Linked DNA regions of Mus musculus: all the other regions are linked to region 1. Evidence: chromatin contacts called from public promoter capture Hi-C data. All regions are on one chromosome and are shown on one strand. Each heading gives the region's core, a stretch centred on a gene start, on an enhancer-like site or on the middle of the called end of the contact. The rest is flanking DNA. Distances are from core to core; before and after follow the strand shown. Region 1 holds the start of Tedc2 (tubulin epsilon and delta complex 2). Region 2 holds the start of Tbl3 (transducin (beta)-like 3). Region 3 holds the start of Zfp598 (zinc finger protein 598). Region 4 holds the start of Srrm2 (serine/arginine repetitive matrix 2). Region 5 holds the start of Nthl1 (nth (endonuclease III)-like 1 (E.coli)). Region 6 holds the start of Prss33 (protease, serine 33). Region 7 holds the start of Pkd1 (polycystin 1, transient receptor poteintial channel interacting).

The links. Promoter capture Hi-C pulls out the DNA fragments that hold promoters and counts their contacts.
Region 2: a contact with region 1 is called in a promoter capture Hi-C map of pre-B cells, with 2.8 times the contacts expected there. The contact joins the promoter of Tbl3 here to the promoter of Tedc2 in region 1. A contact is called at or near these places in 5 of 39 promoter capture datasets (erythroid cells, hippocampal neurons, liver and 2 more), 1 of 484 Hi-C or Micro-C datasets (embryonic stem cells) and 2 of 115 datasets of contacts at active chromatin or transcription factors (cardiomyocytes and hepatocytes).
Region 3: a promoter capture Hi-C map of liver shows a contact between it and region 1, with 2.2 times the contacts expected there. The contact joins the promoter of Zfp598 here to the promoter of Tedc2 in region 1. A contact is called at or near these places in 4 of 39 promoter capture datasets (cranial neural crest, liver and pre-B cells) and 1 of 484 Hi-C or Micro-C datasets (liver).
Region 4: a promoter capture Hi-C map of embryonic stem cells shows a contact between it and region 1. The contact joins the promoter of Srrm2 here to the promoter of Tedc2 in region 1. A contact is called at or near these places in 4 of 39 promoter capture datasets (cranial neural crest, embryonic stem cells and pre-B cells) and 4 of 484 Hi-C or Micro-C datasets (the HL-1 cell line and embryonic stem cells).
Region 5: a promoter capture Hi-C map of liver shows a contact between it and region 1. The contact joins the promoter of Nthl1 here to the promoter of Tedc2 in region 1. A contact is called at or near these places in 3 of 39 promoter capture datasets (cranial neural crest, embryonic stem cells and liver).
Region 6: a contact with region 1 is called in a promoter capture Hi-C map of embryonic stem cells. The contact joins the promoter of Prss33 here to the promoter of Tedc2 in region 1. A contact is called at or near these places in 3 of 39 promoter capture datasets (cranial neural crest, embryonic stem cells and hippocampal neurons) and 1 of 484 Hi-C or Micro-C datasets (erythroblasts).
Region 7: a promoter capture Hi-C map of liver shows a contact between it and region 1, with 2.0 times the contacts expected there. The contact joins the promoter of Pkd1 here to the promoter of Tedc2 in region 1. A contact is called at or near these places in 2 of 39 promoter capture datasets (cranial neural crest and liver), 2 of 115 datasets of contacts at active chromatin or transcription factors (craniofacial prominence and effector CD8 T cells) and 2 of 9 other capture datasets (liver and pancreatic islet).

What each region holds. Positions count from the first base shown.
Region 1 is chr17:24,219,213-24,222,388 of GRCm38.p6, forward strand. Tedc2 (tubulin epsilon and delta complex 2) reads right to left here and starts at 1,639. Exons shown (of 10, transcript NM_028056.2): 1 at 1,479-1,639; 2 at 1,305-1,403; 3 at 1,040-1,098; 4 at 519-921. The coding sequence starts at 1,528.
Region 2 is chr17:24,706,006-24,709,181 of GRCm38.p6, forward strand. Tbl3 (transducin (beta)-like 3) reads right to left here and starts at 1,648. Exons shown (of 22, transcript NM_145396.4): 1 at 1,519-1,648; 2 at 110-161; 3 at 1-25. The coding sequence starts at 1,559.
Region 3 is chr17:24,667,985-24,671,160 of GRCm38.p6, forward strand. Zfp598 (zinc finger protein 598) reads left to right here and starts at 1,703. Exons shown (of 12, transcript NM_183149.2): 1 at 1,703-1,989. The coding sequence starts at 1,774.
Region 4 is chr17:23,801,510-23,804,685 of GRCm38.p6, forward strand. Srrm2 (serine/arginine repetitive matrix 2) reads left to right here and starts at 1,716. Exons shown (of 15, transcript NM_001368687.1): 1 at 1,716-1,889. Gm52285 (a long non-coding RNA gene) reads right to left here and starts at 2,263. Exons shown (of 2, transcript XR_003952234.1): 1 at 2,181-2,263.
Region 5 is chr17:24,631,228-24,634,403 of GRCm38.p6, forward strand. Nthl1 (nth (endonuclease III)-like 1 (E.coli)) reads left to right here and starts at 1,455. Exons shown (of 6, transcript NM_008743.2): 1 at 1,455-1,627; 2 at 2,700-2,938. The coding sequence starts at 1,525. Tsc2 (TSC complex subunit 2) reads right to left here and starts at 1,400. Exons shown (of 42, transcript NM_001286713.1): 1 at 1,311-1,400; 2 at 718-884. The coding sequence starts at 855.
Region 6 is chr17:23,834,140-23,837,315 of GRCm38.p6, forward strand. Prss33 (protease, serine 33) reads right to left here and starts at 1,628. Exons shown (of 6, transcript NM_001081399.2): 1 at 1,538-1,628; 2 at 1,137-1,160; 3 at 859-1,021; 4 at 458-729; 5 at 52-221. The coding sequence starts at 1,583. It overlaps Prss41 (protease, serine 41), which reads right to left. Exons shown (of 7, transcript NM_027644.1): 7 at 2,646-3,009. The coding sequence ends at 2,770.
Region 7 is chr17:24,548,517-24,551,692 of GRCm38.p6, forward strand. Pkd1 (polycystin 1, transient receptor poteintial channel interacting) reads left to right here and starts at 1,434. Exons shown (of 46, transcript NM_013630.2): 1 at 1,434-1,961. The coding sequence starts at 1,747. It overlaps LOC115488769 (a long non-coding RNA gene), which reads left to right and starts at 1,968. Exons shown (of 2, transcript XR_003952238.1): 1 at 1,968-3,176.

The DNA.
Region 1 (3,176 bases), core at 389-2,888:
GAGAGAGAAGCCAATGCTAAGAGCAGTCTCCTCACATTCTAGGGCTGTCATTCTTTTTGTTATTGTTGTTTTGTTTTGCTTTTTTTCTGAGACAGGGTTTCTCTGTGTAGCCCTGGCTGTCCTGAAACTCACTCTGTAGACCAGGCTGGCCCCGAACTCAGAAATCTGCCTGCCTCTGCCTCCCGAGTGCTGGGATTAAAGGCGTGGGCCACCAAGCCCGGCATTAGGACTGTCATTCTTACTCATGGCTCAGAACCCATTGGGGCGAACCTTCTCACCTCCTCTCCTTTAACAGCTTAATTCTGACAAGCTTTTTGAAAACGGCTTCTGGAGGAGGGTGGGTGCTCGCCCAGTCCAGAGAGCTCATGGGCTGGTTAGGCTCCAGAACGACAAACCTGATACCATCCCAACCCTGTTCTGCCCTGTTTGCTTCAGTGCATGACCCTTACGGGTCGGCACCAGGGGCTTCCTCAACCAGCTCAATGCCCTGTCAGGATACGAGCGTCTGGGAAGCTTACCCCTTCTCCTTTAATGCGAAGAGTTCTGTGGTGTGATGAGCAGATGACGGGGTCATTTGTTGGTCCCTGAGGTCTGGTCCATACCCAGTAGTTTGGTCTTGTGTTCTTACATGGGTCTTATCACCCTTTGATCGTAGTCTGTGCTCAGGGTAATCCTTGGGAGGGGCTGTGGCCCGCTGTATACCCTTGGTGGATCTTGTACCCAATACACGGCTGCCACCCCGGCTGGGAGCCCGAGGATGGGAGGCGGCAGCGGCACCAGAAGTGGCTGCCTTAGATGTCAGAGTGGGGGTTCTGTCTCTTTGTCCAGCATTGGACACGCCTTTCCTCACACGTACAGCCTTCTCCAGAGCCTGGGTCAAAAGTTCCAGCTCCTCGAGATCTTGAGAACTCGGTGCACATGCTATGAACGTCAAGAACCATGCAAGAATTCCTCCTCACTGTCCCAGGATGGATTCCCCCATGACAGCAAGCCAGAGAAAGGCCAGGGACAGCACCCATAAAAAGCAGCTAACGTTTACCTGGACTTGGGTCCTCTTCTTTGGTTTCTGGAACTGGAGATGGGGTCCTGGCTGGTTCCCTGCAAAGACAGGGCAGCCATGGTATGGTCCAAACATTCTATCCCTAAGCAGATTCCCAGCCTCAGACCCTGGATAAGGGGTAAGGATAGCAATGGCAACCGGAGTCTAAAAGCATGCATTTGTATTTGGCCTTCTAGGCCCTGGGACTCTGCATAATCCTGATGGTCCGAGGAGGGACTGGCCAGGAGGTCCTGGGTCCGCGTACCAGACCTGCAGCAGCCTCCTGGAAACGCGCAGGCTCCGCTCCAACTGCCGCTGCCGATCGGCGCAGGAGTCCAAGGCGCCCTGCAGCTCCGCTACCAGCCTGAGGACAGGTACTATGTGAGCCTCCGAACCTCGCTCCCGTCCGCCCAATTCCCTTCCGTTGCACGAGACCCACCGGTGAGCGCAGTCTGCGGGTAGTAGGTAGTTTCCTTTAACACCAAGCATTTTTGCCGCCGCCAAGGAGTCCCGCGCCTTCCGGGCAGAAGGCCGCCCACTTCCGGGTAGGCTACCCAATCTTGAGCACAGCTTGCAAGTCCAGCTCCAAAACGCGAATCCATCTCAAGCTCCACCCATCATCCCAGACTCCGCCCTAACCCCTCCCACGGGAGGACGCAAAGGCTCTGTTGGAACCTGGACAGTGCCACTGTAGATAAGATAGCTTCTGATTTGGCTAATCAGATAATGCTCTTCTGACAGGGCATCCGTGACCCTCTAAAGTTTGGTTTTTTGTCTTAACCAGGTTTTGCCGAACCTACTTTGAAAGCAGAGATAAGCGGTCTTGCTGACTCCAGGATGACTTAGCAATCAAGCATATGGCCAGAAGACAATGCTAGAACTGGGTCAAGGAACATCTTAGGAATGTCAGGCGCCAGACGTGAACAATGAAGCCCAGGGAATCTGGAGCATGTGGCACTTAGAATAGGTCTGCTAAGCTGCTCTACGTCATGGAAGGTTGTGCAAGAGACAGAGGAGTGTCAGATAGTAGATAGATAGGCGGAGGGGAGGCTGAAGCCCAGAGAATGGCCAGGAGGCCGTAGATAGGACACATGCAAACACAGCAGCTAAGGGTCAGAGCAATGGTCTTTGCCCTCAAAGATCTACCAAGCTAGGCCAGCTTGTCAATACATGGTTAATATTGACTTGTTTGGCATAGATTATCAGTACATTATGTTCTCCATCAAGTCAGTTTGTGCAATCTCATGTAGTCTCAGCTGGCCTTCAATTCACTATGTATCTGATGACCTTGAACTCATGACCTTCCTGTCTCCATTTCAATTATTTTTTACTTTTATCTTTTTTGGTTTTTCGAGACAGGGTTTCTCTGTGTAGCCCTGGATGTCCTGGAACTCACTTTGTAGACCAGGTTAGCCTCCAACTCTGAGATCCACCTGCCTCTGCCTCCCAAGTGCTGGGATTAAAGGTGTGTGCCACCACTGCCCGGCCCAATTATTTCCTAATTAAAAAACTTGTATGTCAACGTACAACTTGCATGCCTAGTGCCCAAGGAGGCCTGAAGAGGGAACTGGATCTTCTGAAATTGGAGTTATAGATGGTTGAGTGGGTTTGTGGATCTGAATTCAGGTCCTCTGGTCAAGCAGCAAATGCTACAAACCAATGAGCTGCCTCTGCAGCCTCCTTCTCCCACCTCTTAGAAGCCTGCCACTAGACACAGCTTTTCCATTTGTTTCTACGGTGAAAAATGTGCTTGGCTGCTGAAAGAAATGAGGACAGGGAACAGTGCTCAGCAGTACTGGTGATATAAATTATTAGTTCTAGAGCCCAAGAAGTAAGGTAACCCTGGTTGTTTCTGTACAAAAAGAGCAAGAAAGTTAGCCCAGTGTCAAGTGGGAAAGGGGCTGAGATCTAGGCAGTTCCACTGTCATATTTGGGATAGAAGATGGGCACCCCTACTTACACTGGGCCTCCAGTAGCCCAGGGAAACTTAAGACCTGTGGAGACTAAGACTTCATAGAAGTCAGAGGGACCCAGGTGTGTGCCTAGAGTAATTGTTTCCTACCGGTGCAGGCTGGAAGTGGGCTGAGATCTTCTTGTGTGTGTGAATCTATATATTTGTATGCCACATGTAGACCTG
Region 2 (3,176 bases), core at 398-2,897, 490 kb after region 1:
AGAGGTAATGGCCAGTCTGGTCCAGCTAGGGACAAAAGGGGTCTCAGCCAAGGAACTACTCAGTACTCACTAAACCCCCCACCCCCGCTATGCCCCTGGGGATAGTTACCTGTGCTTTCCCACCCTTGTAGAAAGGTTCAATCTTTCGCTCAACAGCATAGCTGGGAAGAGAACAGGATGCTGAGTGATGGCCTAATGTCCTTGCCCCAGTGCCCCCAGACCACTGGGTGCTCTCCCAGAGATGAGACAAATGCTTGCCCTTGCTGAGCGCCCAGGCAGCAGCAGGAACCCGGGGGTGAAAACCAAGCATCTCCGTGGGAGGATGTTTCACATTATGGAGAGGCTGAGATGCATGCCCCAGTGGCTCTCATGGGGTCATCAGACAGGTTGAAGAGATGGGCCTGACTCAAGGTGAAGGAAGCCCAACAGCCCAGGCTTCAGCACTGAGGTCTTTTGGGGGCTCTCTACTAGTTGTGGGAGGCCAGGAATAGTAACATACTCTCAAAGTCTTGACCAGTAGGCCCAGCATGCCACCCCACTCCTCCAGCCTCAGTGTCATTTGGTTTCTCCCGACTAACAGTGACTTCTGGGATCTGACTAAAGCTGCCCTCTTTTCCACTCCCTCTACTGCTTTGGTCCAAGCCGATGAAATTTTCTGGGAGGTAATGGCGGTGGCCATTGCAGTCTCCTCAGTGAGTTTCTTACCAGCGCTTTCATCTCTGTTGTCTAATGACTTCTAAAACAACTGAGGGGTGTCTCTGCAGTGCCTAAACTTCCCCTTCTTTCACACCTCACATGCTTTTGTGACATTACCCTGCCTGGCCCAGAAGGACTTTTGCCTGCCTTCCTTTCTTTCTTTTCTTTTCTTTTTTGTTTGTTTGCTTTTTGAGACAGGGTTTCTCTGTGTAGCCCTGGCTGTCCTGGAACTCACTTTGTAGACCATGCTGGCCTCGAACTCAGAAATCCGCCTGCCTCTGCCTCCCGAGTGCTGGGATTTAAGGCGTGAGCCACCATGCCCAGCTTTGCCTATCTTTCTTAATAGTCAACACCACAGCGTCACTGCTCCTGGCCCAGGCACTATAACAGGTCATTTGCTTCTGCCCTCTATTTGGGCTGGGCTGGGCTTTCCAAATTCAAATGCTCTGCCCTCCAACCTCCTAAGTCCAGTCCGTGGAAGTCTGCCCATCAAAATAAAAGCAGCGTCGGAGACTCTGCAACCAGTTAACCCATCAACAGAGATGCTGTCAGCACCGAGGCTTTTCTTTGCAAGAGCTCCCTTGCCATAATCCATTCCACTCAGTGACAGATGGAAATTAGTTATCTGAAAACTGCACACTATGAATAAAGGCAGAGCCTCTTCCTATCTTAGCACTAAACAGCAGCTGTTCACAGGGGAACTGACTGAGCTCAGGACTCAGAGCCCCCGCTATCACAATGAACACCCCTCCTAAACTCCTGGCTCCCTTTTCCGGTTCCTCCCCATTTCCCTTCGGGTCCGCGCCTCCTCCGAGGACTTACTTGGCTTTGAAGCGGCACAATCCCGCCGCAGTCTCGGCCATGTCCCAGGGCAGCGCCTCCAAGTTCAGCAGCCTTTCTCCCCGCGTGAACCGGCCAGTGTGCTACTCTGTACTTCAAGGCACGCGGTGATGACGTCAGGAGCCGCAACTCCTTGACGCCATCAACATGCGCGCCGGGAGACCGGCTGCTGCCACTGGGAGTGGGAGCCGAAGGCATATCCAGTGTGGATGCTGGCAGCTGGCAGTAGAACGTCTTATTTACTGTTTTCATTTGGGTCTGTTTTCCTTTCCTTTCCTTTTTCCTTTCCTTTCCTTAACTGTCCTGTCCTTTTTTTTTTTTTCTTTTGGTTTTGTTAGACAAGATGTCTTTTACAACAACGGATTGGTGTCTCGGCGGTGCTTAAAGCTTCCCCTATCGCCGGGCGTGGTGGCGCACGCCTTTAATCTCAGCACTGGGGAGATCGAGGCCAGCCTGGTCTACAAAGTGAGCTCCAGGACAGCCAGGGCTATACAGAGAAACCCTGTCTCGAAAAACAAAAACAAAACAAAACAAAACAAAACAAAAAAAGCTTCCCCTATCACATGCTTCTGTAGATCTTGTCCAGGACTTTCGCCTCTGTGCCCCGCCCCCAACCCGATGTGTGTTTGTGTGTGTGTAACTGTCTGTCTGTCTCGCTCTCCTTTCCTCCTTCCCTCCCTCTCCCCCCACTCCCTTTTGTGTTTTTCGAGATACAGATTCTCTGAAGCACTGGTTGTCCTAGAACTCGTTCTATTGAAGATCTGCTTACTTCTACTTCGCGACTGCTGGATTTAAAGGCGTGTCCTTCCGGCTTGTTTTCTTTTCATTAAAAATTAATTTGTAGCCGGGCGTGGTGGCACACGCCTTTAATCCCAGCACTCGGGAGGCAGAGGGAGGCGGATTTCTGAATTCGAGGCCAGCCTGGTCTACAAAGTGAGTTCCAGGACAGCCAGGGCTATACAGAGAAACCCTGTCTCGAAAAACCAAAAAAATAAAAATAATAAATAATAAATAAAAAATAATAATAATTTGCAGGGCTGGAGAGATAGCTCAGTGGTTAAGAGCATTGGCTGCTCTTCCCGAGGTCCTGAGTTCAATTCCCAGCAACCACATGGTGACTGACAGCTGTTTATAATGTGATCTAATGTCCCTTTCTGGCATGCAGATGTATATGTAGATAGAGCACTTTATAAATAAATTTTAAAATTAACTTGCAGGCTGGAGAGGGCTCAGTGGTGAAGAGTGCTGACTGCTTCTCCAGAGATCCTGAGTTCAATTTCCAGGAAACACATGGTAACTCACAAACATACATAATGAGATCTAGTGCCCTCTTCTGTCCTGCAGTCGTACATGCAGGCAGAACACTGGTTACATAAATAAATCTTAAAAAGAAAATTAATTTACACTCAGTAAGCTGAGGTAGGTGGATCTCTGAATTCAGGGTCGGCCTTGTCTATAGCATAAGTTTCAGCACAGCCAAGGCTACACAGAAAAACCCTGTTTCGGGAAAAAAAATGATTAAGGAAGAGTCTGATTATGTATTCAGTTAGTTTTAGGCTGGTCTGGAATTGTGTGATAATCTAGACTGGCTTCAGGCTCAAGCTCTTTCTGTTTCAGCCTCTCTGATACCCTCAAGTTAT
Region 3 (3,176 bases), core at 453-2,952, 450 kb after region 1:
CAGGTGTCTAAGGAGTGTTCAGAATGGTGGCAGATGGGTAGTCTGGCTGGCTGGCTGACTAAAAAAAAAGCCAGGGCAGCAAAGGGTGAGGCCAAAAGCTGTCAATTAGGAAGCCACATTCACCATCCCTCAGCCTGTACTTATTTGCACAAACTGGGACAATAAAGTACTTGCCATCAGCATCTAACGAGCTTATCATTAACATTCAATTGTCATCTTAACAGAAATGTTTTCATTTTTTAAAATTTATTTTTATTTTCTATGGACGTGTTTTGCTTTCCTGCCTGTGTACCACGTGTGTGCCTGGTGCCCTCAGAGACCAGAAGATATTAAACCTCCTGGAACTGGTTGTGAGCCTTCATGTGGTGCTGGGAATTGAACCTAGGACTTCTGCAAGAAAAGCTAGTGCTCTTAATTGTTGAGCCATCTCTCCAGTCCTCCATTTTAACAGATTTTTTTTTTTTTGAGACAGTGTCTCACTTCTACGTAGCCATGGCTGGCCTGAAACTATGTTGACCAGGCTGACTTCAAAACTTACAAAGTCTATGCCTGTGAGTGCTAGGATGAAAGGTATGTGACCACACCCTGTCATTTTAACAATACTTAGCCCTGCCCAGTTGCCTAAGAAAGGTAAATCCCCCTATCTGTCCGAAGATGGCAAATGTAGCCCGGTCTGCTTTACATAGTTGGTATGGCGACCCCAGTTTTACAAATGAGGTTATAGGCTTCAGTGGGGCAACCTAGTTCAGAAGCATGTAAGTCTAGGTACCAGGATTAGGGGTTTAAGTCATTTCTGATTCTAGCTAGCCATAGGCACTCTGGGGTCACACACACAATATACTGACTCTTTCTAGAAAGGGTTCAGATTTGGACCCATCTCGCTTCATCAGAAATCCGGAGACCGCCCAACAGCTGCAGACTTGAAGCCTCCGGTTCACTACTATCCACTCAAGCACCTCTGGGTGCTTCCCTTTCCTACATACTATGTCTGGCTGGATGTGTCTGTCTTACAACCAAGAAAACACGAGGTCCCTTCTCTAGTGGGATTGGGTGAGAATGTCTGGATGTCCTGATGTCAGAGGCTTATGTTCCAAACACAAGAGAGGTGCAGGGCTATAGAAAGGTTCCTAAAAATTTGTCGGATTCAGTCATTACTAGCTGAATTACTTATGTATGTATTTTGTGCTGGGAATGGAACCTAGGCACGGTAGGCAAGTCTCTGCCACTAAGCTATGTTCCCAGGACATCCAGTGAAATTTGCATTTAAGATACAAACATACTACATACTACGTCCAAGTAATGTTTGTGTGATACTTAGCTTAAGACTGATCGAGCCGGGCATAGTGGCGCATGCCTTTAATCCCAGCACTTGGGAGGCAGAGGCAGGCGAATTTCTGAGTTCGAGGCCAGCCTGGTGTACAGAGTGAGTTCCAGGACAGCCAGGGCTACACAGAGAAACCCTGTCTCGAAAAACAAACCACAGTTCGTGTTTTATCGGAAATGATGCTGGAAACCCTGTAGCTCCTCCGGCGTTTCCAGAGCTTGCGTCGGCGAAGGCGGAGAGACTCCGCATTTAAATGACTGGAAAGGCTTGAGCAGCAGTCATGAGCGAATGGCAGCTCTGTACAACACCAGGCCCGGGCGGAAGTCGCAGTGCGCACTTCCGCCAGGCGGGCGGTTGCCTGAGGGCAGTGACGTCGACGGAAGGGGCGGGTCCGCCGGGAGCCAGGCCGCGCTGTGCCGCGCCGGCCAGGAGGGGGCCGGAGCCCGGCCATGGCGGCGGCGGCGGGCGCCGAGGGGCGGCGCGCGGCTCTGGAGGCGGTGGCAGCGCCGGAGCGGGGCGGCGGGAGCTGCGTGCTGTGCTGCGGTGACCTGGAGGCTACGGCGCTGGGCCGCTGCGATCACCCGGTGTGCTACCGGTGCTCTACCAAGATGCGGGTGCTGTGCGAGCAGCGCTACTGCGCCGTGTGCCGCGAGGAGCTGCGCCAGGTGCGCCAGCGGGGCGCGCGACGGGGCGCGGGGAGGGCGGACTCCTGATGGCTTTGCCTGCTCGGTGTCCGGCCGCGGCCTGGCCTCACCCGCTCCCTCCGGAGGCCGGGTGGTCGGTCGGGGCGCCATGCGATCACCGGGCCTCCTGGGGCTGGGAGAAGCCAGAGGCGGCCGGGCTGGGGAAGGAGGAGCGATGTCTGTGGGAACTCTAAGCCTGGGGACTTTTCCCTATGACCTGGCTGCGGGAAGGGCAAGGTCAGGTCGAGAGCCCTCCTGTCTGTGAATCTTAATTTTTTCGGGATCGTCACTGAGGAGGAGCAGACAGCCAGGGGGAACCTCCAGACACTGTCTATTCTGGAAGCTGACTGCTCTGGAAAAAAAGGGTTAAACTGGACATTTCCAGACTAGTTGGGCTTCTGGGCCCCACCGGTGATCCTTAGCTCCTGAGACAGCGTTTCCATTTGTAGAGTGGAGGTGATACCAGGACCTGATTCCTAGGTGCTTGGTGGTCCACAATTTTAGGAAGTTTTCCTCCTCGTTACTAGTTCTAGCTTTGAGGCTTCCTTCCAGAGTGGTGGGAAGAGGATGTTTCTGGCTGTCTAGACTTGGAAATCCCGAAGGGGGTCAGAGGACTCCAGCAATGCCAGCCTTTGATGGGGAGTATCCAGCTGAACCTCCCTTGGTTTGCTGCCCGTAGAGATCTGTTTGCTTCCAGAATTGTGAAATTACCTTGGTTGGTTCGTGGAAGGTTTTGGCTAGTGGCTTCTGCCAGGGAATCACCCTTTCCTGTTCTTAGAAGTGATGCAGAGATAGAAATGATGCCAAAATTTTGAGTTTTTTTTTTTTTTTTTCTTTTCTTTCTGACCTTTTTCTTTCTCGTTGAGATAGGGTCTCACTATGTAGTCCTGGCTGGCCTGGAACTTGTTATGTAGAACCAGTATCTGCCTCCTGATTTCTGAGATTAAAGGCAGTGCACCACCATATCCCGTATTTGAGACAGGGCCTGTAGCTCTGGCAGTCCTGGAACTCATTCTCTAGACCAGACTGGCCTTGAAGTCACACAGATCCACCTGCCTCTACCTCCTGAGGGCTAGGTCATTCTCCACCATACCCAGCACACCCAGCTTTTCTTTCTTGATATTTATGTCAAAAGACTCAGCTGGAATCTGGAACATTCCCTAAGCATC
Region 4 (3,176 bases), core at 466-2,965, 420 kb before region 1:
TTTTCCTCGTGTCTTTTTATTTATTTATTATTAGATATTTTCTTTATATACATTTCAAATGCTGTCCCGAAAGTTCCCTATCCCCCCCCCCCCCCCCCCGGGGAAGACTACCTTTTAATCAGCCCTGGAAAAAGGACTTTTAAAAATTAATGGGAGTAGGCTGGAGGGACGGCTCAGTGAGACCTTAGAATTGTTCATTCAGAGGAGCTAAGTTTGGCTCCAGCACCCACCTAAGCTGCCTCCCAAGCCCCTTAACCGTATCTTTGGGGGATCTGACCTCTGACCTCTATAGGCACTGCACGCATGTGCACCTTCAACAGACAAACATGCGTATATTTGTTAACACACTAAGTTAAAAGAAGGAGGAGGGGAAGACGAAGATGAAAAGGAAGACGAAGAAATATGATGAGCAGGGAGTGCTGAAAGACTCCGAGAGGAGCCCCTCGCTCAGGCCTCAGGACAATATCGGACACCCAAGAACTCATGACAGACCGAGCTTGTTGCAAACCACATGAGGCTTTATTTGGGGAAAGCCAGAGCTCTGGGGACAACTCATATCCCACGCAGGGGTAGAGGAGTCGTCCTCGAGGGGAAAGAGTTTCCAGTTTTTATAGGCCCTCAGGGGGGAAAGGAGAAGGGGGAGATTAGGGGATTTCCAGATCTAAACAATGTCTATTCTCAAGAAATGGGTATGGAGGGGTACAAGGAGAGTCTAATGAAGGTGCAGCAATGAGCACACACCTGGTCAGAACATTGGCAGACACACAGGTTCAAGGAGTGGCCAGAGCATTGTGCACCTCTATTTTTCTAAATCAGTGAAGCTAGTTCTGCTAACACTGACGTCTATCTTGCCAATTTCAGGGCTTCTGTGTCCTTTTACATTCTGCCAGGATCTTTCAGTGCCTCAGTGGTGGGGCCCTTGCTACCGAGTGAGAGGCACTGGGACAAACTCCCGGAACCGTGCTATAGGGCCAGGAAATGGAACTGCATTCTCACATTCCTCCACTTACATGGCATAGTCTCTATAGGCGAAAAGTAATCACTTAGTCTCTTTGCCCAAAGGTAAGAGAAAGTATTTTTTAGTGGTCTGCAAGCCCCACTTCAGATAGGACTACAGAGGTGGAAACTGTGGAAAGCACCGGATACTGGGCCAGAAGCCGGGTTCAAGTGGCTCCAGAGCTGTCAGGTGGCTTGACTCTGAAGCACCTCTTCCTGCGAAGAAGACTCGGTGCTGTGGGGCCTCGTACACATTAAAGAAAACCATGGTCACAGTGACTAGGTAAAGCTGCTGAGCCACTGCCACCCAACACGGTCACATAAAATGGCGACCCTGCCTAGCGGAGGAGTCTTACGCGTTTTCTCTCTAAAACCGAACTACAGCTCCCAGAACTCTGTGCGCGGAAGGCGTGCGTCTGAGCTACTCCCGGGTGTTGTGGGTTGCGGCCCCCGCGCCCCTCCCCCCTCCTACAGAAGTTTTTTTTCAGCCGACCTTGCAGCTTCGGTACGGAGCCACGCCTTTCCCCGCAGTGCCCGACGGGACTCGGGGTTTTTCGACTTTTCAGTAGCACGTCCCTTCGCCTAAGGTCCTCCTTGTGGCTTCAACGCCTGCGCACGACGCACTACGGTTCCCAGAGGGCCCAGCGGCTCTCATGATTGCGTGCTGACGCACTAGGTCGTGCTGACGCGCAACGCTGCCCAGGCGGGGTGCGAGTGGCGCAGTCGAAGCCCGCTGCGGCCCCTGAGGAAGCGAGGAGGCGGCGGCGGCGGCGGCTGAGGCGGGCGGACCGACGAGGCGGCGGCTTCAGGCTCCGAGGGATACGAAAACTTAAGCAGCAGCTGCGGCGGGACCTCCCTGTTTGACAGTCGGCGGCCGGAGGCGGCGGCGGCGGGTGAGAGAAAGGGAGCGCGCTAGCCGGGTGGGGGAGGGGCGGCGGGCTGGGCCGGAGGCTAGAGCGCGGGGAGAACGGCCCAGGCCGCCGCGCGCACGCGTGCTCGTCGCCTCGGCCGGCGCGGTCGCCTTCCCTTCCTCCCCTCCCCCTCCCGCGGTTCCTGGGACGCGCGGCCTTCAACTCCTCCGCCCCTCCCCCACACGGCCGCGGCGCGCGCGGCCGCCTGGTCTCGTCCGCGCGCCCCCGGTGAGACAGCATTGCGCGAGGCTCTGCTTCTCTCCTTTGCTCTACCTGGGGCTGAGGAGGCCGTCGTTCCGCGGTCGTCCTCTTCGGTCTTTTAGGGGGCGGGGAGAGGGCGGCAGCGGAGGTACTTGTCCCCCGCCCGAGCTTCGGACCTGCTGGTACCTCTCCTCGATCGGCTCCGGCGTGGGTCCACGGGCCCTGCTAGGGGCCTGAGAAACGGCCAGAGCCGCCCAGACCGCGGGGCGCCGCGTGGCCCCCTCCCCCCTCCTCGAGGCCGAAAATAAGCTGGGCTGCCCAGTGGGCGGCGGGAGGAGGCCTTGAACTTTCGGAGGCCAGGATTTAAACCGTTCGTCCTCGTTAGTATCAGAGGCTGTGAGTGTGTGCGTGGGGGTGGGGGATCCCCAAGTCTTAAAAAGTGAGGATAATAAAACCGCGAAAGTATTCAGCCTGCGTGTATAAGGAAGACCAATGTGCTCCTTTCAACCCTGTTATTTTATTTCTTTTTTACGGTTTGGTTTTATGAGCTAGGGCCTCTAAATAGTCTTGGTTGGTCTGGCACTAACCGTGTAGATCAGGCTAGCATTGAACTCAAGAAATCTGCCTGCCTCTGTGGGATCAAAGGCATGAGACACCATGTCTGGCTCCTACCCTGGTTTTTGTTTTTTGTTTTTTTTTTCCCCGGAGACAGGGTTTCTCTGGCTGTCCTGGAACTCACTCTGTAGACCAGGCTGGCCTCGAACTCAGAAATCCGTCTGCCTCTGCCTCCACACCCGGCTCCTACCCTGTTTTTAAAAAGGTCTCCTCAAATATTAAAGCTAAGCCTTTTAGAGCTTTTCGATGGGGAAAAAATTCTTGACTTAATAGCCTGGCTTCAGTCAGCCATTACTTGGTGATGACGTTCTTCCTTGCTGTTTCCATCTTACAGTTCTTTTAAGATGTCTCTTAATTGTGGATTCAAAAGGAAACTATTGCCTTTTTCCGTGGGAGTGGGGCCTAGGCCTGGATGTATACTGTAGCTTGTATGTTTCATGGTGCCTATGCAGT
Region 5 (3,176 bases), core at 205-2,704, 410 kb after region 1:
GGGCAGGATTAGCAGCATACACCAACCACCACCATCACCCAGCATTTTGTTTTGTTGTGTTTGGTTTGGTTTTTTAAGGCTGGATCTCGAGGCTGGTGAGATAGCTCAGTGGTTAAGAGCACTGACTGCTCTTCCAGAGGTCCTGAGTTCAATTCCCAGTAACCACATGGTGGCTCACAACCATCTGTGATGGGATCTGATGCCCTCTTCTGGTGTGTCATCTACAGTGTGTGTGTGTGTGTGTGTGTGTGTGTGTGTGTGTGTGTGTGTGTGTGTGTATGTTAAATAAATAAATCTTTTTTTAAAAGTTCCTAAAAAGAAAGGGTGGATCTCCAATTTAAAAAAGGAAACGAACATCTTTGAGGAGAGGAGGACCCAGTCTCACTACTGTAGCTCAGGTGGGTTACAATTATGTTGCCTCCAACTTCATAATCCTATCTCCTCTGCCTCTCACGTGCTGAGAGAGTACAGGGCATCTATCTACCATAACACTAAACAAAATAAGTTTTCATACAACACCTAACTTCTAAGGCAAGTGTGCTAAAGCAGGACACCAAGATCCTGAGGACAGGCATATATCTGTCTCCACAGTACTGGGGACAGCAGCCCTATGCAGATGGTTACCAGCAACCCATCTCCCACAGAACCCAATGACAGACAAACCCAGCCTTCCTAGCCTTTGTGCTGGGCTAGCCAAGACATTGGCCACTCACTCACTCTCAAGATTTCCGATGTGATGATAAACTCAGTCTGTTTGCCTTCTGCACACCTGGGATTTGGCCTCGATGTTCCCAATCCCAACAGTATCTTGAACTTCTCCTTCAAGCCGGAATCTTTGCTTGTTGGTTTGGCCATGGTGGGCAGGGCAGTACTAGAGAACTGCTCTGTGTAGAAATAAACATATTATTTGATACACCCCAGGAAAGGTTCTCCCTTCTGCCCTCGAGGCGAACCTCCAGAATCCTAGGTCAAGGGTAGGCAATAACCTGTCCTTCCTACAGCCTCTGGGGCAACTCAACTCCATGCAGGAGGAACTCAGCCACAAATCAACTCCGGAGGTATAGGCTTACTCTAGCGACCCGCCTGTTGATTGCCATTAGTTCTCCCTAGGTTAAGGAGGAGCTGTCGCGTGAATAGATGCAGAGGCCCGCTCACATTCGCAATGGAGGGCTTGAAGCGCTAGGACTTGTCAGCGGTGGGAGCGGCGGAGGATTGGAATCAGAACGACCAATTCCCCTCACCCCATCGCGACGCGACCACACAAACCATCGCAACCCGCCCCAGCAGTCAGAGCCTCCAGGGCTACTCACCCCGCGCGCGCCTTTCGCGCGCAGGTCCTCCTGCACCCAGGGAAGGGCGCACACCCCCGGCCCAGGGCAGCTGCCGGAAGCGCAACCCGTACTTCCGGGGGCGAGGCTTTGCTGACTATTTGCGTTGAGCTCTCTGGGAATTGTAGTTTCGCGTGCGCGTTGAGCAAGTGGTGGGATCGCGGGGCTGCTCGGAGGAGTAGTTTACAGCCCAGGCATGAACTCAGGGGTGCGGATGGTGACTCGCAGTCGGAGCCGCGCGACTAGGATCGCGTCGGAAGGGTGTAGGGAGGAGCTCGCCCCGCGAGAGGCTGCTGCAGGTAGCTCTGCGCCTGCAGGCGTTTTGGAGGAAAGGAGGAACGTGGAACTTTGGCTCCAGGCTTGCGTCCCGGGCCGCAGCATCTGACCTAAACTCTAGGCGCCGCGGAGTAGGCAGCTGCCTTGAATCTTGAATTGAAGCTACGCTTAAATCTCACGTGGCCCCACTTCTAGCTTCTTCCAAGGGTCTGGGACCCGCAGGGTCTGCAGGGTCCGTAAGACTGGGTTCTGGATGTATTCATCCACCCTTATCGCCAGTGAAAAGTTTTAGTCCAACCAGCCTAGCTTAGGACATTCACTTGCTCCAGGCTGTCCGTGGGACACAGCTCTGTTCTCAGAGCTGCCTCCCTCTCTTGTAGGGCCAGGCTGTGTGCCAAGAACACACCCAGCTAGAAGTCTTCTCTCCCAGCTGGACGGTGGTTCTGAAAGAAAACAGGCCCAGAGAGAAAACAGGAAAGGGCATGGCACTCATTGTGTTTGTCCTGTAGCCATTAAGGGCCTACTATGTGCCAACTAGTGGTACTCAGGGAGTAATTATCAGCCCGTCCCCGCCTGGGACTTAGACATAAGTGGCTAGAGCAGGAGTGTGCGTAGGCAGCAATGGTCTCCCAGAATCGGTTCAGTAGTAGAGATCCGCTGGGATCCAGGCTGAGGCTTGGCAAGGGCCAAGGGCCACAGAAAGTGTTGATACTGTTAAGGCAGCAAATGTTTTATAGTAGTAGAGTTTGGAGCTCATCCTAAATGCAACGATTTCTGAAAGGGGAGTTGCACTGTCCAGTTTGGGTGTGAAGAGAGAGGTTCTCTTGAATGTAACTCAAAGGACTTGGGACAAAGGAGAGAGGTTATATTATCCTAGAGGCTGTTACTAGTGTCGGTGTGCTAACAGGCACTTTGTCAGACTGTCATGTACTGTTGTGACAAGGGCAGAGCACAGCACTTCTGTACACATCGTGGTAGATAATGGACAGTTAGTTGCACAAACAAGTGTGGGGATGTGGATTGGCAGGTAAGCAGCACCCTTCCCCCACCCTCATATAAAACCCACTCCAAAGACTGAATGGCACTTTTTTGCAGAAGGAAGAAAAAGCCACAGGCCCGTGAGACATCCACGGAGAACACAGAAAACGCATGTGGCCTATGAAGCGGCTAATGGTGAGGAAGGCGAAGATGCTGAGCCCCTCAAAGTGCCCGTTTGGGAGCCCCAGAACTGGCAGCAGCAACTGGCCAACATCCGCATCATGAGAAGCAAGAAGGATGCACCTGTGGACCAGCTAGGCGCCGAGCACTGCTATGATGCAAGTGCCTCCCCGAAGGTATGCAACACCTCCGCCTATCCAGCAAGGTGCTTACTTCCTTTTAGGTCTCTACCAGAAAAAGAGCAAGACCTGCCAGCTCTCCCTGCTGCCATACAGGAGGATACATACATACATACATACATACATACATACCCAGGAAGATGCGCTCCTCCCATAACCTTAGAACATGTACAACGTACATCACCTGTCAATCATTGTGGCCACCGTGCATGGCAGAGTGTCTGAGACTTGAAGC
Region 6 (3,176 bases), core at 378-2,877, 390 kb before region 1:
AGGTAAGTGGCTGGGGAACCAATTCCAGAGGGAGAGGGTTAGCAGACACACCTGGCAGGCATCCTTGTGGCCTCTGCGGTAGCCAGCACACAAGTTCCCTGGTAGCACTATGCGTTCACCCTGGGGCACGTTGGCACCCACGTGGTAGAGGCGGTCACAGGCTCGGGAGTCCAGCAGCGGCACCCTCACTCCTTGCAAGGGTCTCCCCTTTGGGAGTGGTACTGAGGGAAGAGGGACAGATCTGAGAATCAGGAGACAGGACAGCTTGAAGTGGGGCTTGATGGGAAAAGATGAACGGGAGGGTCTGATTTGCAACCCAGGATTCCTTGAATCTGATAAAAGGAATGTTTGCGCTCTGGATTTCACACTGGGACTGTGAAAGACCAGGATTCAAAGTCAAATGGAGGAGAAAGGGATGTCGGGTGCCCCCATAACCTGACCTGACTATATGCTTTACCTCCTGGGCTGAGGCTACCCCAGCCAGTGACCCAGCATGGAGACCCTGGTGGTGGATGGGACCCTGGTGCAGGCAGGCAGACAGGCTGGATGCGGGTGCTCAGGGACACTGGGTGACGCAGCTGCAGCAGTGCCAGGTCACCACGGGCCTCGTCCTCAGAGTAGTCAGGAGGCAGCAGCACCCGCAGCACAGGAACCAAGAGCTCGTGGGATGACCTGACGTCCAGACTCAGTGCTCCCAGGAGCACACTGTACTCTGACGGCCATACCCGTCTGCAGAACAGACAGGGCGGCTGCTGACACTACCTGGACCATGGGCCTGTCAGGAGCCGGCACTGCCCGCCCCTCCCTGGCAGCACTCCCCTGTCTTTCCTGGAGCTGGAACAGTGAGCAAGCACTGACCTAGGGAAACAGTGACCTGCCGTCAACACCCACTGGGGTGCAATGAGTGACCCTCCGCACACATGGGCTCCACGGTGCTGAATGCTTGTTTGCCACGGCCACTCTCCATCCTGAGCATCCCGGCCCCCAACGATCCGGCTGGACATGCGGGGCTGCCCACAAGCTGTGACAGGACAAGAGGGCACTGAGGCTCGGCTGGGACTTGGAGTCTGGGACGTAAGCATAGGAAGAGGGGACAGGGCCGAGCTGAGGAGGAAGTGGTTCACAACCTTTCTTACCTGCACACTCCTGCATCCTGGTTCCTGCAGGGGGGAGCAGGTAAGGGACTAAATTAGGGATTAGATGCCAGGTAACAGAGTCCGGGTCAGCAATGAGATTAGGTGGAAGGTGGAACATATTGGTTACACTGACCTCATGCCAAGCTTCTGTGCCATTGGTCACCTCCATCACCCTCCCCAGAGCACTGGGAGGTGGGAGGTGGGTCTTAGGCACTACATACATACAGCACACTAAAACGTACTCACATTCGGAGAGACCAAGGACAGTGCCAGAGAGTCTGTGCCTCAGGAAGAAAGATGGCCCACAATGCTCTAGAGGCACCTGGCTCCGGGAGAGGTGAGGTGAGCAACCTGTAGTTAAGGTCTCTGTGGAAGCACCCCTAACCCTCGCCCCCACTCACCTAACACCAACAGGAGCAGGATCTGGAGGTGGGAAGCACCCCTCATTGTATCTTCAGAACTGGCCTGGGTGCAGGTAGCTTGGTCTCTCGTCTGGAAGTGGCAGGGAGCAGAGAGGAGCAGTCTAGTCTAGGGAGCATGTCCTACCCAACCCTGTACCTCAGCGGCTGTTCTCTCTGCTTAGTCCTGGTCCTGTCCCTGAAGCCCAGACTCTATACCTCTACCTGTGACTTAGACTCCATGTGACAAACTCTGACAAAGCACACCCAGCCTCAGATCTGGGCACCTTAGGCCTCAGTAGGAGCCCTGGAGCTTCACCCTCTGGTCCCCATCTTTCATTCTCTAGCACCCTTGGGTCCAGCTCTCACCCTTGAAGCCTGGTGTTCTCTCTGATGGGGCCAGGGGAGGTCCTGGGGGCTTAAAAGACAGAGGAGGTGGAGGCCCAGGTAATTATCAAGGCCAAGGCGGAGCTGTGGCCTCACCTGAACAGCTTTAAACAAAGATGCTTTGAGCATAACTTAAGAGGTGCAGGAAAAGGACACCAGGTGCTGAGAAGCTGGGTGGGGAGGAGGCTGGGGGAGCTGCGGTTAGGCCAGGAAGCTCCAGAAGATCCTTGGCAGCTCATCTCTAAACCCGATCCTGCTGCCTTGTGAAACCAGCTGCTGGGGCTCTGAGCTCTATTGTTCCGAGCAGTAATCCCAGCTCAGCCACAGCAGCTGATCTCACATGGAAACCCAGACTCCAGACCCACACTCTAGATCCTAGGCCTGCAGCCGACTGCACACGGAACGCAACCTGGCCAGTCCCTTCTGGATTTTAAGTCAGTATGAGCACGGAGTGAAGAGTGACCAATTTCAAATTGCCACAACACCTTGGCTACAAGCAGCACTATGCACTATCAGGGGAATGGTGTACTCTTTGGTTTGGGTTATCCTGAAATTCTGCCCTGCATCTAGCCAGGGATCTGGGGCTCCTGTCCAAACTCCGCTGTCACTGACAGTGAGCTGTCTGCAACCAAAGCCTAGACTAGCTATCATGGGCCCTGGGCTGGACCATTCAGGGTGAACACAGGGAAGTCACAAGGTATCCATAATGCTGCAGAGTGCCAGCTCAGATATGCACAATGAGTTTATTGGCAAAGAAGACAAGACAAGAGCCTGGTGAAGCAAGCTATCCCTACAGTATATGGACTGTCCTGGGGCTGCAGAGAGTGCAAAGCTGCAGCCTCATGAGCTCAGGTGGGCCTCAGGAGCCAGGGAGCCTGAAGCAGAGTGATAGACAGCAGTGGCAGGGCCAGATCACGCCTGACTGCACCATTGAGGATCATCATGGTCTCGATCCAGTTGTAATAATGGCTGACGTTGGTGTAGATGCCAGGCAGGTTGGGTCGCCCACAGCCTATTCCCCAGCTCACAATTCCGATCTGATACCAGAGACCATCCATGTTGCAGACCAAGGGTCCTCCTGAGTCACCCTGAGGAGGAGCAAGGGTGAGCCTGATAACTTGGTGGGTGGGGTTGGGGAAGGGAACACCGTGGGGTAGAAGGCTTCATGAGGTCTTCCCCTGGCAGCCACAGAGCCTCAGGCTCTTCATCAGGAAAGTAGGGCCATGTTTTCCACCTCTGAGGGTTTCAGGGATGA
Region 7 (3,176 bases), core at 184-2,683, 330 kb after region 1:
ATCTGCCTGCCCCTGCCTCCTGAGTACTGGGATTAAAGGCGTGTGCCACCTCACCCGGCTTCTGTGCGTTTCAATATATTTAATAAGGCTGTTCATTCACTCGTCTAATTACGGAACAAACATGCTTATTGGCCCCAAAGAACGTCCCACCCCTTTCCTCCAGTCTCAAGGCACTCATCAACTTCCTGTCTTTGTGGACTTTTCTCTCCCTTTTTAATTTAATTTTTCTTTCCCTTTTTGAATATTTCCTGTGTAGTTCTTGGTATTTGGACGTCTAAACATTTTTTTCAAGGATTACTCCCCGGTGCTATGGTTGGAGTCTTTTCTCTCAATTTAATTTTGTCTTTAGCTCCTGCGCACAAGGATCTACAGTACCTGGAGACTGAAGCCTGAGATGGAGCTGCTTGGCGGGTGGGCGGGTGGTACAGCGTCTCCCCAGCACCTCCGCAGGGTGGTCTGCGCGGAGTGGTGGAGGGCACGGCGCTAAACTGCACCCACTCCAGGTGAGCTCAATCTCATGCATCACTTCTGAGCCTCTGCAGCATGCTCTGGCAGAGGTCCATGATATGACGCAGCAAGTATTTATTGACTCAGGTCGGCGGTACTCTCCAGGGTCAGAGAAGACTTGCGAAGTGGAAGCTCGCACAGCTGGCACCCAGAAACTGTAGGTCGCAGGGTTTTTTGTTTTGTTTTGTTTTTTTAATTTATTATCAGTGTAGAGCGCATGCTATGGCCAGGGTGTTGCGGCCAGAGGACAACTTTGTATAAGTTGGATTTGTGTACGTGGATTTCGGGAGAGGACTCAGCTGATTAGGCTTCCTTTATCCGCTAACCGACCCCCCACCTCCACAGGGTTTCTCGGTATATCCCTAGCTGTCCTGGAACTCACTCTGTAGACCAAGCTGGGCTCTGAACTCAGAGATCCACCTGCCTCTGCCACCCGAGTATTGGGATTAAAGTCTTTGCCACCACCACCCAGTGCTGAGCCCTCTCTTCTGCACCTACTAGTGTTTTTAATATTGTGACTGTTGATTGCAGAAGGCTAGGAGCGAAGAAACCTACTGACTCCAAGAAGGCCTCAACAGCCAGAGGACTTCAAGGGGGAACTCGGGAAAGCAGGGTGAATAGCCATAAGCTCTCCAGCCGTTGTGGGTAGGGGACAGCCTAAGCGGGCAGCTGCTCAAACCGCAGCCTGACTCGGGGCTCGAAACGCCGCAGCAGAGGGGGCGGAGCTTCCTCCACCTTCAAGCCTGGTCTGCAGCAGACCCAGCGGTGCAGAAGGCGGGGCCTCCGGAGGACTCCCCTCCCGTGAGACCCCGCCCACCAAGGCTCACGCTCACTGGGCGGAGCCTCTGAGGGCGCCCTTCCTTCAGGCCCCGCCTACTGCAGGATCTGCAATGAAGAGGGCGGAGCCTGTGAAGGCCTTCTCTTCATCCAGTCCCACCTACAGCCAACTTGGAAGCGCAGGGGCGGAGTCTGAGGGCGCCCCGCCCCACGCCGGAGGTGGGGGAGGAGGAGGAGCTGGCGCTGGGTCTGCAGTGCAGCGCGAATGCGCGAGCAGGCGGCCAAGGCCCTGAGGTGCGGCCTGCCCCAGAGCGCTGAGCAGCTGTCGCACCGCAGACGGGCCACGGCCGCCGCGGCATTCAGCCCCGTGCCGCACCATGAGGTCCGCGGGCCCCTCCTGAACTGCGGCTGCCGGCGCAAGGGGCCTCGGGGAACCGGGGCCATGCGCGGGCTGCGCTGACGATGCCGCTCGGCGCGCCTGCTCTCCTGGCGCTGGCCCTAGGCCTGGGCCTGTGGCTCGGAGCGCTGGCCGGAGACCCTGGGCGCGGCTGCGGGCCTTGCCCGCTCCCCTGCTTTTGCGGCCCTGCGCCCGACGCCGCCTGCCGCGTCAATTGCTCCGGCCGCTGGCTGCAGACGCTAGGGCCGAGTCTGCGCATCCCGGCTGACGCCACCGCGCTGTGAGTAGCTGCGCCGAGGCAGTGCAGGCGGGCAGGCGGTTGCCATGGCGGCGGGCGGCCTGGCTAGAGCATCATGACTGGGTCCGGCGGGAGCAGGGCTGAGGTAGATAGAGCCCTTCTGGAGCTTTGCCGGGCTGTCGGCCGCAGAGCGTGGGCGCGGTCCTGAGCTCGGGCCGCAAGACGCAGCGGGGCCTGGCCGCTCCTAGGGCGAGGCTCCAGCAGGGATGTCGGCCCGACTAAATAAGGAAAACCTTGGACCTCAGCCGGCGTGACCCAGAAGAGTAGCCAAAAATCCCAGTTCCTACGAAGACTGACGTTTTACGTTGCGGGGCTCCTCAAACAGGAGCTACAACAGTGCGTGGGGCGTGGTAGGAGGTTGCGGAATAAACGTTAATTAGAGACTAATTGAGGTGTATCCTGGGGTTGGAGATTTCTGTTGGGGCTCAGAGCTGGCCTCTAGGGGAAGAGTCTCGACAAGAATTTTATGGATGTGTAAGAATTGACTATGTTTAAGGGACAAAAGGTTGGTCCAGCGGCCTGGCCTGAGGTTGGCCACACATAGTGACTGCTGGAGAAGTGTTAGGGAGTAGAGGGTGTGATGGATGTGGGCCTCTAGTGGTACTTAGGGAGGGGAAATTGCCAGGAGGGGTTAAAACATTTGCCATTTCGGCAGTTTTGCCTTCTGAAAGTAACAGGCAAATCTCACTGAGAGATCAACATCTTGAACCAGGCTTAACTAGTCTCTTTTTATAGATTATCACACTTAATTCTTAGTCCAGTTCTCTGGCGTAGAGCCAGACCTCTGTTTTACAGGTGAGGAAAGAAGCTTGGAGATGCGATGTATTTTCAAGGTATCACAGCCTAGACATCATAGCTTAGGTTTGGACCTTTGCAGTGTTGGCAACCAGGGTTGGATCAAAAATGTTAAGAGGAGATTGCAGACTGCAGTAATTTGTCTCAGGATTAACTGATTCCAACCGGTTTTTTTTTTGTTTTGTTTTGTTTTGTTTTTGTTTTTTTCCCCCAAGACAGGGTTTCTCTGTATAGCCCTGGCTGTCCTGGAGCTCACTCTGTAATCCAGGCTGTCCTGGAACTCAGAAATCCGCCTGCCTTTGCCTCCCGAGTGCTGGGATTAAAGGTGTGCACCACCACTGCCCGGCTGATTCCAACCTCTTAGACTTCCTGGGCACTTCAGCCACAGTAGTTCTTGCTGCA